Linked DNA regions of Pan troglodytes: region 1 is linked to region 2. Evidence: chromatin contacts called from public Hi-C data. All regions are on one chromosome and are shown on one strand. Each heading gives the region's core, a stretch centred on a gene start, on an enhancer-like site or on the middle of the called end of the contact. The rest is flanking DNA. Distances are from core to core; before and after follow the strand shown. Region 1 overlaps DYRK1A (dual specificity tyrosine phosphorylation regulated kinase 1A). Region 2 holds the start of DYRK1A (dual specificity tyrosine phosphorylation regulated kinase 1A).

Region 1 (3,375 bases), core at 187-2,686, 140 kb after region 2:
CAATTCCTAGCTTCCATCTGGTATTATTTCTTCAGCCTCAAGACCTTCCTTTAACTTTTATTTTGTAATGAATAAGTTATCCCGATGAATTCTCTCAGCAGGTGTTGATCTGAAAATACTTGTTTACCTTTATTTTTTGGAAGATATTTTCAGTGAATATAGAATTATAGATTAACTTCTTTCAGCGAAAGAAAAAGATGTTACAATATTGCTTAAAGATGTATTGACTTTTTTTCTGGATTACACTGTTTCTGTAGAGAAGTCAGTGGTTATTCTTAGCATTGTTCCCCTGCATATAATATTTTCCCCCTCTTCCCTCTGGCTGATTTTAATGTTTTCTCTTTGTTTGATTTCCGCAGTTTGACTATTTACCTAGGTATGATTTTCTTTGTATTTTTTCTCCTGGGAGTTCACTGAGTTTCTTGGATCTGTGGGTTGATCTCTATCATCAGTTTTTGAAAATCCTCAGATACAGTCTTGCCAAATATTTGTTCTGCTTTCATCTTTCTTCTAGTTCTCCAGTGATGTGTATGTTACAGTGCTGAATATTATCCCAGAGGTCTCTGTCTGGTTTATTCATTCTGTTTGTGTTTTTAATTTGGATAATTTCTTTTCCTATCTTCTCATTCACTGATTTCTTTTTTTTCCTTGTGCTGAGTCCAGTCTGCTGTTGAATCCATTAAGTGGATTCATGTGATGTTATTGTTATTTTTGAGACAGGTTCTCACTCTGTCACCCAGGCTAGAGTGCAGTGGTGTGATCATGGCTGATTACAGCCTTGACTTCCTTGGCTCAAGCAGTTCTTCTACCTCAGCCTCCCAAGAAGCTCGGACTGCAGGAGTGGTGCAACCACCATACCCAGCTATTAAAATTTTTTGTAGGAATGGGGTCTGGCTATGTTGCCTTGGCTGGTCTTGAACTCCTGGACTCAAGCAGTCTTCCCACCTCAACCTGAGTGTAGAGACATGAGCCCAGCCTATATTTTTTAGTTCTAGCATTTCTATTTTGTTTTAAATATAGTTTTTCTCTTCTGAAATTCTATATCTATTCATATGTTGTCCACTTTTGAACTAAATTGTTTATTTATCATAATTTATCAGAAGTAATTTATCATAATTATTTTAAAGTTCCAGTCTGCTATTTTCAACATCTGCACCATTTATTTATGTGTATCTTCTATTGGGTTTTTTTCTTTTCATGTGATTGTGGACGTCATTTTTAAAAAATGTTTGTAATTTTTAAATGTGTGACAAATTTTCTTTGCTTAAGAACAGTTAAAGATGGAAGTGAGTCATATTTTCCCTCAGAAAGAGGCCTCTTAACTCTGTCAGGCCCCTCATGTGGGGCTGAGTTGATCTCTTTTGTAGCTTAGCTGACTCTGGGCTTTGCTTGTTTGACTTAGATTCTACTCCCCACTGTTTTCATATGTTTTGAGCTGGGATCAGGACATTCCCTTCAGCAGTGTTTGTGTCTTTAGAACCAGGGAAAATCTAGTGGTCTCTATACATTACTGCCCAGTCAGCAGCCCCACTCCTAACTCTCTGTGCCTGGGAGATCGCCTTCCTCCTGCTGTACTGCCCCATCCTTCTGTCTGTCCACTCCTGGCCATCAGAAGTTGGTTCAGACTTGGGCTGGAGTCTTCTCGCTCATCTGTGGCATACTTGCGCCTTCTCCCACTGCAGGTCTCTTCCAGGAGAGGCTTTTCATTTTGTAGAATTCAGGAGATTTTTGTTCCAACTTTGGATCCTCATACAGCTCTCTGATGGGTCTTTAAAAGGCAGTGATTTTATGACTTATTAGAGGAGGAACAATCATCTCACACATTTCTGCATTGTAACAGAAGTCAAAGTCTGGTGATGCTATTCTTAATAAATTCAATATTTATAGAGGTTTTAAGGGTTATAGTATTATCTGTCAAAAATGAGTTTTCAGGAAATCTCAACACACGTTAGTTTATTATTACATAGATTTTCTAAAGGGAAGCATACATAATTTTCTCCTACCATGAGCAGGTAGGGTTAGGCCAGTGCCTTTTTATGTAGAACATCCTTGGTGTCATTGCCATAGCTTTCTTGGGCTGCTGTTGCTGAAGGAAGTGTAACAGGTGCTGCGGGTGCACAGTTAGGTAGGAAAGAGGCTCCCAGCCAGGGTGAGCAGGGGCATGCGTGCTCTCTGTAAAAGACGAGAGAAAATGCTTTTAGCCTTGTGGACCTCTGCTGCATATTTTTTGTTTTTGGTTGCTTGTTTTTACAACCTTTGAAAACAGAAAAACCGTTTGTAGCTGGAGCTGTAGAAAACCAGGCTCTGCATCAGGCCATAGTTTACTGACCCCTGGGCTAAATGATCTTTGTAGCCATTTTTGGTCTCAGAATTAATGTTGAGCTGTAACCACCATGCATTTGGGATAGTAATGTGTGAAAAGGCAGAGGATTTAACTATGAAGTGTCCTTTTTAATAAAGGCCTCAACATATATATTTAAACATATTTGAAATTAAATTATGTGAGTGTTTACGTATTCCACCAAATTTAGAGAAAGCCTTTCATCTTCTCTCTCACAGGAGTACAAACCACCAGGAACCCGTAAACTTCATAACATTCTTGGAGTGGAAACAGGAGGACCTGGTGGGCGACGTGCTGGGGAGTCAGGTCATACGGTCGCTGACTACTTGAAGTTCAAAGACCTCATTTTAAGGATGCTTGATTATGACCCCAAAACTCGAATTCAACCTTATTATGCTCTGCAGCACAGTTTCTTCAAGAAAACAGCTGATGAAGGTACAAATACAAGTAATAGTGTATCTACAAGCCCCGCCATGGAGCAGTCTCAGTCTTCGGGCACCACCTCCAGTACATCGTCAAGCTCAGGTCTGTGCTGCTGCGGTTAGATTAGGCTTGGGAATGTTTTGTGTTTTCTTTATGAAAAAGTGGGATTATTTTAAAGTGTTGATTAAATTTGTTAACAGAGTGGGGAGCAGTTACTTTACTTAAATCTGTTCTTTGTAGTTAGTAGTAAATTCATCTCCCCCAAAGCTCCAATATTTAGTTACACATGTAATAAAATCTGCTTGGCAGTTGGAAATCTATTTACTAACCAGCATTTTAAATTACTTCTTAAATGGAATTTTTGTCCACATTGCTTGAGTTTTCCCCTGCCTTAACCAGACTTCATTGTATTTTAGTTCAGTGGTGGACGAGAGAGAACCTGGTTTTAGTCAGAGAATATGAAGACTTTGTGATATACTTTCAAGTTAATATTAGAGATTTTGTATGTGTGTGTGTGAGTACTTTCAGTTTTAATGGTATAGCTTCAGAGTATAAATTTGAACAAAATGAATTTTAAACTCACAGTTGTATTGTTTTGTGTTGTGATATTT
Region 2 (3,171 bases), core at 509-3,008:
TTTACAGGTTACGTTTTTAGGTGAAGCCTGTATAAAACCATTTTACAGCATTCCAACCTGGCTATGACATTCATTGACCAATGTTGTCTAAGGCTGTCACACTGGGGAGAAAAGGGGTGCAGCCTTCTAGATACGAAGACCAGCAATGCCTTCTATACCCGCATGTTTATAATCTCAAGATTCTGCCCCACTACGATATCTTCTAGGTTGATTTGAACTGAAGACAAGGACACATATCTTGAGGCATTGTCATATTCTGTTCAGGTTACCTGGAAGATTAACTATACAAGTTTCTTCCATTACCAGGAATAAAAATTTGAGTCAAATTTAATTTAGTATTAAAGGTTGCAAATGCTGACGTGCTCTGATAGAAGCGAAAGCTTGGTGAATGGGCTGGGATGGGGTGGGGGCAGGAAGGAGACCCACAAGCAGAGAGGAAGAAGTTGGTTGTATAGGTGGAAGCTTGAGCTTGGGAGGAACCAGGTAGGGACCTCTCCTCTGAATAAGGGGCGCTCTGGGCCACTTCCTCTTTCTTCAAAACAATTAAGTTGACCGTGGACCTTAATCACACTAGCAGGGCAATTTTGAAACAATAATCCGAAAGAACTTTTGCCAGCTACGGCAACTTTTTTATATCATGGAGATGAGCCTGAAAGCAAGCTATTTGCCCGACCACTTTTTGACCAATTTATTTTCGGTTTAGTCAGGTTTCTTCCAAGTCTGTGCTAATCTGAATGGTTACCTTAGTAATTACTTTTTGACTAATTTATTTTCGGTTTAGTCGGATTTCTTTCAAAGTCTGTGCTAATCTGAATGGTTACCTTAGTATATCAATGTCCTAGTAACTGTAGCAAGGACATTTTTGCTGGAAATCATTTAAAGCAGGTGTATTTGAGTCATGTAGCATAGACAGCGGCATTTACTGCGAGTTTTTTACATCTAATATTGTTTATAAGATTTTATCTGTTGTCACATTTGTGAAGTTTATGAAAAAAATTGGTTATGAACACTATCACAAGGTGGCAAAATCAAGCTTAGAAATCAATTAGTGACTCTGCTGTAAAATAGTATATATATACACACACACTCTTTTTAGGTATACATTTATTAAATGCCATTAGAGTTGGTACAAAATACAATTTTTAGCTGGTGGCTCTCTACCGATTACAACGCAGCCAGCACAGCATACTTGGGTTTTCACCCAGCAATACACAGCTGGGGAGAAGGGGTAAGAATAAAAATCAGCGAAAGCCAGGATATTAATAAAGAGTTTTGATGGTTAAGGACAAGCAGGCGAATTAAGACTCTGGAAACCGAGAAGGTGTACAGAAAAGAAAACCAGAGAGCTGGACGACAAGGACACAGTAACAGCACAAGGGGATTCATCTAAGGGGCATTCCGATGGAGCAGGCAGGCTGCGCCCAGAAAGGTGGGGAGGGGTTGGAAGCAGATGGGCAGGCACGGGCGAGCGTGCACAGCCTGAAAAAGTTTTCATGATGGCTCCAGCCTAATTTCCCAACGCTGGTCTCGGGCGCCACAAAACCTGGGCGGCCCGACCGGAGCCGGGTGCCAGCCTCAGGGCCGCCGGGCCCGGCGCAGCGTCCGGAATTCCTGCGATGTCTGGGGCGCGGCGGTGGCTCCTCCCCGCCCCCACCACGGCCTCCGCCGGCATTTTCCGGCTAGGAGGCCCGCCAGCCCTTCGAAGAACCGGCTCCACGCGCGGACGGTCGCGGCCGGCGCGCTTCCCGGGGAGAGAGGCGAGCGCTGCGCCCGGACCGCGGTGAGAGCCCTCCAGGCCCGGGCGCGCGGGGTGGGCTTCCCGGGTCCCCGCCCGAAGGCCGCGGCGCCCCTCCCCCTCCCCCGCCCGGGGCAGCCCGCCCCTCCCCCCGGCGCGGGCGGGGCTGCGGTCGCCGACGCGGAAGCGCGGGGCGCTAGGGCTGCGGGGGCGGCGGCGCGGGAGGCCGCGCGCGCTCCCCGGGCCGCAGTCGGCGCGGGCGCGGGGCGGGGCGAGGCGGCCCGGCGCTCGCGCACAGGCCTGGCCGCCGCCTCGCCCCCCCTTCCCCAGCCCCTACCCTCCCTCGGCCTAGCCGTCCCCCTCCTCTCCCCTCCCCCGGGCGAATCACGCGCCCTCCTCTGACACTCGTAGCGGACCCGAGCTCCGAATTTATCCTTCACGTGACCTGAGGGGGTTGGGTGGTTGGCTGGGGACAGAGGGGGAGACGGAAAGGAGGGAACGGAATCTGCCGTTACCTGAGCAACAGGCCCCGCCCGCCGGCTCGGTGCCGGGGGGCGGGAGGAGGACGTCAGCACGTCAGCCGGGGTTTTGCGTTTTGATTGACAGTTGCTATAGCGACCGGGTCGGTCCGTCGCCATTTTGTTGGTTGGTTTTTTTTTAAACCCTTTCGCTTCCCGCCCGAATAATAATAAAAAGCCCCATTGGAGTGAGGCGGGGGTGGCGGCGGCAACCGCGGCGGGGGTATCCGGGGAGACTGCTGCTGTCGCTGCTGCTGATCGCGGCCCAGGTCGGCCTCAGGGAGCGGACACCCCGAGCGGGGGGTGCGGGCGCCGCCGCCGCCGCTTCTGCTGCTGCTGTTCCTGCTGCTGCTGTTGGTGCCGCTGCCGCCGCCGGCGAGCGGGCGGGACCGGTGTGAGTGCGAGTGTGTGTGCGAGGGAGCGTGTGCGAGGGCGAGTGTGCGCGCGAGTGTGCGGGTGTGTGCGAGTGTCTGTCTGTCTGTGCGGGGACTCGGGGGCGGGCGGTTCGGGCTCTCCTGGCGGAGGAGCCGCCGCCGCCGCCCGGGCCCCGGCGCTTCTCGCTGCGCAGGTTCGGAGCGCGCGCCATTTTGTGAGATTTACAAAATCCTCCTCGGGAAGAAGCCGCCGGCAGCAGCCGCCGCTCGGCGCCCGGCTTCGCCGACGCCGCCCTCTGCGCCGGGCCGGGCCGTGCGGCCCCGCCGCCTGGAATCGGGGCCCGGGGACTGCGGTATTTGCCGGGGAGGGGGCTGTCGCCTCCCCGGCCCCGGGCGCCGCTGGAACCGCGAGCCGAGGAGAGACTGAGCAGGCTGCGGCGCGGCCAGGAGCCGGAGCGCCGGGGGCGGAGAGAGGCTGCCGGGGCGGCGCTGGCTGCGGAGGCCGCGGCGGGAGCGGGAGCGCGGCGCGGGAGCCCGAGGCTGA

What was found. Hi-C and Micro-C count contacts between places; a contact is called where the count stands out from the background.
Region 1: a contact with region 2 is called in a Hi-C map of stem cell-derived neural progenitor cells, with 2.2 times the contacts expected there. The contact joins the enhancer-like site here to the promoter of DYRK1A in region 2. A contact is called at or near these places in 1 of 7 Hi-C or Micro-C datasets (stem cell-derived neural progenitor cells) and 1 of 1 datasets of contacts at active chromatin or transcription factors (stem cell-derived excitatory neurons).

Annotation. Positions count from the first base shown.
Region 1 is chr22:38,205,940-38,209,314 of NHGRI_mPanTro3-v2.0_pri, forward strand. DYRK1A (dual specificity tyrosine phosphorylation regulated kinase 1A) reads left to right here. Exons shown (of 12, transcript XM_009424841.5): 10 at 2,560-2,866. Among named protein-coding and RNA genes, the nearest start is that of DYRK1A, 140 kb to the left of the region's middle. Within about 2 kb of position 1,437, at least 2 of the 24 cell types and tissues checked have an H3K27ac peak or open chromatin away from gene starts, as enhancers often do. A contact at or near this core is called in stem cell-derived neural progenitor cells, where this site is marked.
Region 2 is chr22:38,067,429-38,070,599 of NHGRI_mPanTro3-v2.0_pri, forward strand. It overlaps DYRK1A (dual specificity tyrosine phosphorylation regulated kinase 1A), which reads left to right and starts at 1,759. Exons shown (of 12, transcript XM_009424841.5): 1 at 1,759-1,780.